Regions from separate parts of the Rattus norvegicus genome. Here region 1 is linked to region 2. The links are chromatin contacts, called in public Hi-C maps. All regions are on one chromosome and are shown on one strand. Each heading gives the region's core, a stretch centred on a gene start, on an enhancer-like site or on the middle of the called end of the contact. The rest is flanking DNA. Distances are from core to core; before and after follow the strand shown.

Region 1 (4,440 bases), core at 1,811-4,310, 120 kb before region 2:
GTGGTGGTAAACAGTGAATCCAGAATACCACCAAGGAGGAGGAGGCTGCAGAGGAAGGACACCGGGTAGGTGACTCCATGAAAAAAGTACCCACTGTACACAGGTGAAGACTTAAGATTACATTCCCCAGCACCCACATAAAATTGGGACATGACGTTGTATATCTATGACCTTAGCACTTGAGAGACAGAGAAAGGCAGATGTTTGATGGCTAGCTAGTGTAGCCAGTCAGTGAGCTAGCTGAGATAAAGGCCCATGTCTCAAAAAACAAGGTGGAGAGTAATTGAGGAAACACATACATGCATTCTCACATTCATGTATTCACACATGCAATCATACACACACACACACACACACACACACACACACACACACCATGCCACACCACAACAAGTCACACCACACCACACAAAGATGACTGGGGAGGCTGCAGGCGAGAGAGGATTAAACAAAATCAAACCACCAAGCATGATCAGCATCTAGTTCCCTCTCCAGAGGCTTTGTGCAGATACAGAGATGAGCCACAGACTTTCCAACTCTAGACCTTTCATATTCTCAGTCCTGGCTTTCTGCATCGACAACCACCTTCATATCATCTGCCTTGGGAGGAGAGAGTCCTTATCTCCCAACTGTGATTCAAGGAAACAGAAGGGTTAGACAGACAAATTCTCAGAAACTGGAGGCTCTCAGACATCCTTCTCTGCTAGCGTTGATCTCAACACTGTAAGCATTTGTGTGTGTGTGTGTGTGTGTGTGTGTGTGTGTGTGTGTGTGTGTGTGTGTATGTGTGTGTTGTATCTGTCTGTCACAACTGCTAACTTTCTCTTTGACCTTCCATGGATAACCATATATCTAGGGCTAGGGGACCCTGAGGAACAGAGACTTGCATGGGCAGAGGGCGAGCAGAGAGAGTGATTGATAAGAGTTACAGAACCACGCACAGCACGAAGTAAGGTTCTGAGTATGTAAGGAGCCTTCAAAGGTGGGAAATTGCCTCTTTTGTCTCCAAAGGTGTCTCTCTTGTGTGGATCAAGAGGCCAGAAAGGGAGGCGGCGTCGAACTTGTCTTTTTCAGAATGGAAAACAAAATCCCAGAGTAAAGAAGAGGAGGAAGTGCAGAGGAAGAGCAGCATTACGCTGGGAAGCCGGGTCAATGGATGGCATGAGGCCTCACAGGGTACAAGACGAAGGACCCAGCACTCAGATGATAGTCTTTCTAAGGCACGTTGCAGAACCCAGGAGGGAGAAGAAAATAAAGTCACGGAGGAGGCTAGCTCAGCCTGCCTCAGAGCAAAATGAGAGACCGACACCACCTGTCAAGGCCAAGGTAGGCTAATGAGGTCAAGGCCACACAACCATTGCCAGTAGAAACCATTCCATAGGAATGGGGACAAAAAGGGCTTCAAAGATAGATGCTGAGAGACAGCGTCTGTCCGGGCCCCATTCTGTGATGGCAGAGTAGATCTGGGGAAGAATGTGCCTAGGAGGAGCAGGGGAGGGTGAGGTCTGCTCTGCTACACCAGGCGATCCCAAGAGGATGGGCCCTCTGCCATCTATCCTGTCAACCAAACATGTCAAAGGCAGGAGAACAAGGCTACAGATGATATATCAGAGGTCAAAATCATGGCTGACCACAGGAGAAACAGACTTAAGACCCTGGTGTCCAGAGGCTGACTATCCACTAAGGCGGATCACTGATAATAACCAACACACTATTGGCCTGAGGAGATCAGCAGAGATGGAGCATGGCACCCCAAGGTTGCTGAACATATGAGAGAGGAAACACGGACATATTACAAGCATCACAGATGCACGTCTTTAATAGAACCAACGACTTGTGCAGCAAGTTCTCGGCCTTTAGCTACCTGTGCAAGGCTTCGGTGGTAGGAGCTACAGGATAAGGATGTGGGGAATGGGAGGGGGTTGTGCCTTCTAGAAATGCCAACCGCTCTCCTTCTGTGTAGACAGGAAAGCAAGGGCTGAGGAAGGAGGAAGGCCCAAAGTGAGAGACGTTGATGTTTCATTGACTAAAAGTAGGGAGGCCTCACACTCTCGGGAGGCAGCAAGCTCCAGTTCGGGCAGCAGATGGATGTGGCGTAGGAGGGAGACAGATCTCAGGAAGCGTACGGAAAGTTGGATTCACATAACAATAGCACAGCTCTCTGCACGGTTTTAACGGATTCACAGGAGTTTTTTTTTTCCCCCCTCAAAGGGAATAAGGTTATTTTGTAGTTGGAAATGCCACGTTAGACTAGAGAAAGTTGGTTATTGTAGGATTTTTACAGAGTTAAATGTTAACATGCTTTGATGGATGGTCCAAGTCGAGGGTGGGAGGACTTTAAGATTCAGCCATCCCCAAACTTCTCTCCTCAGTTTCAAAGATCATCTAAGGAACATACTCTGAAACCCTGAGGCCCAGAGTACAAAAGGTTGTCCCCAGTAGCATCGAGGTATCACCAGAAGGTGGCCAGAGGCAGGGTGTAAGCGTGTGAGGATCCTAGGGATATAGTGGGTCCCATGTAGGAGGGCTAGGCAGAAAGAAGGGATGGGGTGCTGTGAGTGGGAGGCCAGAACCCCGGGGCTGCGAACCATAGAACACAATGGAGCAGGACTAAGACAACAGAGGCACCAAGGGACAGAAACAGCCACTGTCACACACCCACATGCCCGCCTGCAGAAGTGGTTGGGCTGTCCCAGACTATTCCAGATGTCCGTTGTCATGGTAACATGCTTTATTTTACCTGGGCAGAGGCAAGATGCTGGCAGAGGAGGGCGGGTGCAGCAAATGGTCCGTTTCTCTGCCTACCATGCTCCTGGCTTTGCTCTCAGAATGAAATGTGTCTGCCACACTGCATTATTTAACTCAGGATTTCTCTGCTTGATTCTATTTTTGTGTTGTGTTTCCTGACTCGGCGTGTATAGAATAGGGAAATCAGTTTCTGCTTTCTTTCTTGGAATGTAGTCAATCATTATCTCCCAATCACCTTCAGTGTCCTTCCCAGGCACTGAGGGCAATGTTCCCTAAGCTTAGAAGCTCCTGACCGGGCAAGCATAGATGAGTCAGGCTTGGCTCATTCCAGAGTATAGCAGTGAGCGGCACACTGCCAGTTCCTACCTTCCTTATCCCTGACTGCCTTTCTGGCAAACGACCTCCATGAGTTCAATAAGGTCAATGCCCTACCTCTGTCCTAGGCCTGACTTGTCCCCATTCACATCCAATTGACCTACATAGGAAAGCAAGCCACTAACAATGAAACAAGGGTCCCCATATCAGAACATATTATATCTGTCTTCATAGTCCCTGAATGGATGCAGAACAAGATGGTGTCAGAAAAGATAGGCTAGGTCTAAAAGAGCTTCTGGAGGAGGGGGAGTGGAATATAGCTTGTGAAGGAGAGGAGAGGCTCAAGCTGGCAGGTATGAGAAAGATTGGGAAGGAAAACATCTGTCATGAGATTAACAGAGGCATCAGCAGGACATCCAAGGGATAGGAATGACACTGACACCGCCATCTTAACAAAGGGCCATACAACAGAAGGAAGTGGACTGTAAACCTGTTCTAGGGATCAAGACTGTGGGGCCCAAGGCAAATGGATGCACAGAGGCCACCAGGACGTCCCTACGGGGTCTTTTCAGAGTTCAGTAGGCACTGCAAATCCTAGTTTACTTTGTCACATACATGCCTCTGTGCTAGAATCACACCGCAAGGCTGTTCTACTATGCCTCTAAATCTTTAGTGACGAAGGGCTCACCCCATGACACAAACAGGGCAAGGCAGCCTCTGGATCTCAGTTGTTTCAACAGCAACAATTGCGAGAGAATACCAGTCCACCCACTGTTACAGAATACACACAGTATCTTACAAAGGTTCCTGTGTACCTAGCACATGTCTGCCTCACCTCCCATGCCACACAGACTTGCTGTTCTCCCTTCTCTGGTAAGGCAGAGACAGCTCAAATATGGTTTCCCTTCCTACAGAGGACCTCCCCTCCTCTCCTTTCCTTCTGTGGTAGTTGCTGTACATGAGCTGAGCCAGCAGGGCCTATGGAGTGAGTTACCCTACTACGGAAGCAAGCTCACTCACAGCCCATGGCTCCACGGCTAGTCATTCAGACCAAAAAACCTAAGAAACAAAGGCTCTGTCTACAAGGTGTACACCATAGTTACTCTCTGTATAGCTCCTACTGTCAGCACCCAGCCCAGGATCAGGATCTGCCAAGTTCTGACCAAGAAGGAATCCAATTCAGTCACCAAGTGTGTGACATCATGGGAAATATACACTCTACCTAATAAAGCATGTGTGGCTGGGTCCAAGTGAACTGTTTACAAGAAGTGTAGCTGGCCAGAAGGCTGAAGATCCCTAATACCAAATGAGATGTCGAGAGGCCCAGGTGCATAGGATAGGCTGGGAGTGCCATGAGGAATAAATATTTGGGAGTTC
Region 2 (4,676 bases), core at 1,529-4,028:
CTGTATCTGTTACTAATGAGAATAAATCATCAAAATGTAGGGTATGAACAGGCTGGCACACCCTTATCAAATAACTCCTTGTATACAGTTCAGTCATGCTCTCAAAAACAACAGACTTAGTTTTCAAGCCTGACCATTAGCTGAACAATGACAGGGGAGATGGGAATGTGTGTCTAAGAGAGCACGCATGGTTGTTTTCTGTAAAGTTTGTTCCTGCTCCGCAGTGCGTTCTGATGTCTCCTCCCTTTTTAAGTGTGTTAAGTCACAGATTCACCTTTCCTCCGGTCGCAGCCAACCAGAGCAAACAGCCTGTCCGTCATTTCAATTTCCTGGGATCAACCCATCATCCCCTGCCTCTTTTCATCCCTTAGTCCCTCCTTACTTTCTCGAGGCCCATGGCTTTCAAGATGACATAAGGCAGAGCAATGGCAAAGGAGATAAAAAAGAAAATCCTAAAACAGAGGAAGGGAGCTGCATTCTGTTTCCCTGGAGACCTGAGGGAAATCTCTTCGCTGCTCTGGAAGGCAGGCCCTTCGCTCATCCACTCATTTATCCAACTAATGTTTGCTGAGCGTTTCTCACAAGCCAGCTCAATCTGCACAACGTGCCATTTCCTATGCCAGGACGGCTAGCATTACAGTAGTTGCTATAGGAAGAATCCTGTTTGAACGTTGATATATGTGTATCATGTGGGCATTTAGAATACTGTGTTACCTAGTAACTAAAGCTGAGCGACATGAGCAATGTCCAACCCAAAACAGCCCTGATTGATAGCAGAGACCCTAACAGTCTGGACCTCATGTTAAGGAAGCCCCTAGAGACACTGTTTACAGGAATGACCATAGCGAATGCACGCTACGGTCAAACGTGCCGGCACGAATGCACATTTCTGGCAGCCAATTTCTGCTATTTAGGGAACCCGAAAATCCACAAATTCATCATGTGAGATCCTGCAAACTGTATGGTGTAGGTATTACTAATGCTCCCATTTTTTTTGAGCCAAGACTGATGAGCTGAAGACAAATTATTTATTCAAGGACCCTTAGAGAGTAATGAAGCTAGTACTTGGAACAAGTTGGCAGTTCATGGGTTCCAGCATTTTGTGAAAATTGAAAATAAATATAACTTATATTTTGGCATCTAGTTTCTTCTTTAAATTGGTATGATATGCTAATCTGAGCATGGCCTCTGTTCACAAGAATATACATTGTTTCCATGCCTCTCACAGCTCTTCCGCAGCTTACTCAGCTCTGGGCTGCTGCATGCCACCTGTTCCTGCCTTTCCCGGGAAGTCGGCAGGAGAGTGGGAACTAGATGTTGATGAGCCCTAACAGTCAAGGGGCATTTTGTTCCTGGCACTGGGACCTCTCACTTAACCCCTACAGGGACGCCTCAAATGGGCATCATTGCTGTAGCCATCTCTTTTTATAATGGGAGGAGAGGAGACACAGAGACATGGGGGTGGGGGGTGATAACTTGCTGAGATCACACAGAAAAGAGGTGGTTGTCTTACCCTCCCCCATCTTTGAGCTCCACCATCACAAAGTCCTGGCTCCCTTCTCTATCCTCATCTCATCTCAAGTCTGGCTTCCCAGAGGTGTTTCTGGGTGCTCTCGAAAGCCTGCTTCCCATGTATGCTGGCTTGGGTCCCTCCATCTTTGATTTCTCCTCCGATAAAGCCCCGGCACACCTGCTCTGGGCAGCTCTGCTTCCACCTGGTATCTGCCTCCGGCTGGACCTGAGACGACCCCTGATGAGAGGGATATTGTTTGAGGTGGGTAGCAGAGCTTTGCCAGGACCATATTTTCATGAAAGATTTTGTCTCGCTCTTGCCAAAACTTCTTAAAGGAGCCAAAAGCTTTCGAATGCACAGCCAACATTTTAAAAAGCAATTGCTACATGAAGTTCCTAGTGGTCTTTCTTTACAGTGGAGGGTCTGGACTTGTGGGAAAGCACCAGGATATTTGATTGCAGCAATAAAGGTGGCTGACGTGTATTAAGGTCAGAGTAACTTGACGAGTCGAGCTGGCTCTCTTTTCCCTAACCACAAATTCTCGAGGACTCTATCTACAGACAGGCCACAAAGGGAGCTGTCCCCAGGACGAGTGCTGTAGCTCTATGATGCTGACGAGAGCCAGGCACGGGGGAACTTTGCATTAACTGAGTACCTAGTGTGCACACTAGAGGTGACGGCACATTTTACATGCAGGAATGAAGCAACAACGATGGCAGATAGGGCCTGGATGCCCATTTCGCAGATGGGGAAACAAGCTCAGAGGAACACACAAATCCAGCTATGGTCACAGAGCTGGACTGAGAGAGGGATCAGCAAAGGTCTCCCCCAGCATTCAGCTGCAGGGACCATTCTCCTCCCTGCATCACTTCCCATGTGCTCTGTAGAGAGCCCCGAAAGACAGTTTAAGTTGCTGGGTGAAAAACCCCAGCAAGAAACCTGACTGTGCTGTACAGCTGTCCCCCAAATGATTCTGTGCTCCCCACGCCCAGCTAGGTCATGTCCCCAGGAAAACAGCCCCTCTTTCATCTGCTGTAGGTTGGCTGCTTGCCATTGCTCCATGCCCTCTTCTTTCTCTTGCCCCTCCACTCCCATCTCTGCTATCCCTTTCTCTGTCTATGCCTCTCTCACACACATATGCTTATATACATACACCCATACACAGAGAGACACACGACCAGATACGCACTCAGGATACCTCGATCCAGAAGCCGAAGCAAGCGGAGATACCAAAGATACCACTGGTCCCAGAAGCGGTCCGTCATCCCACCCTGAACTCATCCTTCACAGCCAGTCTCCAGGGCAGAGCCTCATCCCACCACCACCACCACCACCGACTCAAGGAGGGCAGATTCTCGGGTGTTGGGCTCACACGCAGCCTGCTCTAAGCAAATGCCTGCCTGTAAAGACAGCCACCAGTCCTCCCACACAGGGGCTGACTGTGCTGTGAGCCCGTTTCACAGCAACAAAGGAGCAAATGCAGAACACGCCGTGTGCAGACTGAGCCTGCATGAACCCCAGGGGAGGCTGGAGTGCGGGGGAGGGAGTCAGGGAGGGCTCTTGCACAGTAGCAAGGTTTGAGGTAGCCCTGGGAATGAAAATCCACAGAGAAGGCCACGTTTAAAATTTCATTCTAGTATCTCCTCCCACACAGAGGCCAGTGGCTCTCCCAATAGTTGGATGAATGAGAAGCCAGATGCTCAACCATCCTGGACTCTGGAATCAGTCCAAAAAGTCCAGGAGTCCGACTGCCTCGTTGTGAGGACCTCAGGTGCTCCCTGTCCAAATCTGTTAGACCCTCACAACTAGAAAAGGGCTTGTGGGTCCTTTCTCCCTACTTCCCCTCAGAGATTCTATTAAGGAGAGACTGGGCACTGCAATGCTACTTTCAAGTTCAAATCCTGGTTCTTACTTAACACCTCTTGGCCTTCTGCCTCAGCTTCCTCCTCTATGACTGGAAAGACCAGCATTTTATTCACAGAGGAACTATGAGGCTCAGCACGAAGGAGGGAAGCTCCTGGTGTCACAGGTAAGTGAAGCAGACAAAAGGTTCTCTTTGCCCTTCTCCCCTGCCCCTACAAAATGGTTCGCTATAGTTCTGACCTTCTAATCCTATGCCCCTGATCCAATACCTCCTGTCAGGGCCCCTTCTCTCCGTACCCCTTCTTAGGGTCAAACCCTAAATCTTCCAATGTCTGACTCAAATGCCACAGAGTCCAGGCCGTCCCCAATCTTCCTTCCTTTATACGTCATCTTCAATCCACTTTCTCTTCTGTATACAATTTGTCTACCTTACCGAAACATAAACGACATGGAGTTCAGATCTGCTCCTTAATCTTCAAGGTGCCTAATGTAGTGCCTTATCTCAGAAGCATTCAAGTGACTTTTACTTCAATCTTTAATGCAAGTGAGTGTCGACTGACTGAAAGAACAAGCAAGGGATTCTAGGTAACCCACACCTTTCCACGTGGAAGGCAGGAGAAGCGTTGACTATCGCTTGACTGTAGCACGTCAGCCTCTGGACACTGACTCAGGCTTGCAGACGTTTCAAGAGCAGGAGCAGAGTGCTCTATTCTTGCCTCCCTTGAGGCTGCTTGGTCAGTAGGCTGGCCACTTACATGAGAAGGCTGTCCCTCGGGTGACAGGGGATCCTGATCACAGAAAGGAAAGCAGAGGGGACTCCAGGTGTAGAGCACCTCCATTCAACAGCCAAGTGCACATTCCCCACAGCTGTTTTTCGGCTTACCTATGGCAGCTTCTACTCCCAGCCTCCTGGTCTCCATCAGGCATCTGGAGTCAAAGGGGCTCTCCTCCAGCATCTGCCATTTCTGGGACTCATCACCCATTGGGTCAAACCCAAGAGGAAGCTGTTCAGCCTGGAATTTTACTCTCGGTTGGCTTCAATCCTTTAAGTAGGGCGTCTTGGTGCTCTCCAGCCCACCCCCACTCATTTCTGCTATTCCCACAGAGCCCCATAAGCCTTCCTTTAAAAGAGCCAAAAGAAATAGTTTGCATGTTTCTAAAGGACTCAGACTAGGCAGGAGGCACGTCCAGGAACTAGCAGGAAGAGGGAGAAAGTAGGTGGAGCCACAATCTCCACCCCTTGCCCTGCCCAGTATCCTTCTTACCTCTTAAAGGGCAGCTGTGGGACACAGCGGAGTCC

The links. A called contact is a pair of places that touch in the nucleus more often than the background predicts.
Region 1: a Hi-C map of the A7r5 cell line shows a contact between it and region 2, with 1.5 times the contacts expected there. The contact joins the enhancer-like site here to the promoter of Kalrn in region 2. A contact is called at or near these places in 2 of 12 Hi-C or Micro-C datasets (the A7r5 cell line and frontal cortex).

What each region holds. Positions count from the first base shown.
Region 1 is chr11:79,882,346-79,886,785 of GRCr8, reverse strand. All of the region lies in intron 2 of Kalrn (kalirin, RhoGEF kinase), which reads right to left. Among named protein-coding and RNA genes, the nearest start is that of Kalrn, 120 kb to the right of the region's middle. Within about 2 kb of position 3,060, at least 23 of the 93 cell types and tissues checked have an H3K27ac peak or open chromatin away from gene starts, as enhancers often do. A contact at or near this core is called in the A7r5 cell line, where this site is marked.
Region 2 is chr11:79,758,263-79,762,938 of GRCr8, reverse strand. Kalrn (kalirin, RhoGEF kinase) reads right to left here and starts at 2,778. Exons shown (of 60, transcript NM_032062.2): 1 at 2,712-2,778. The coding sequence starts at 2,778.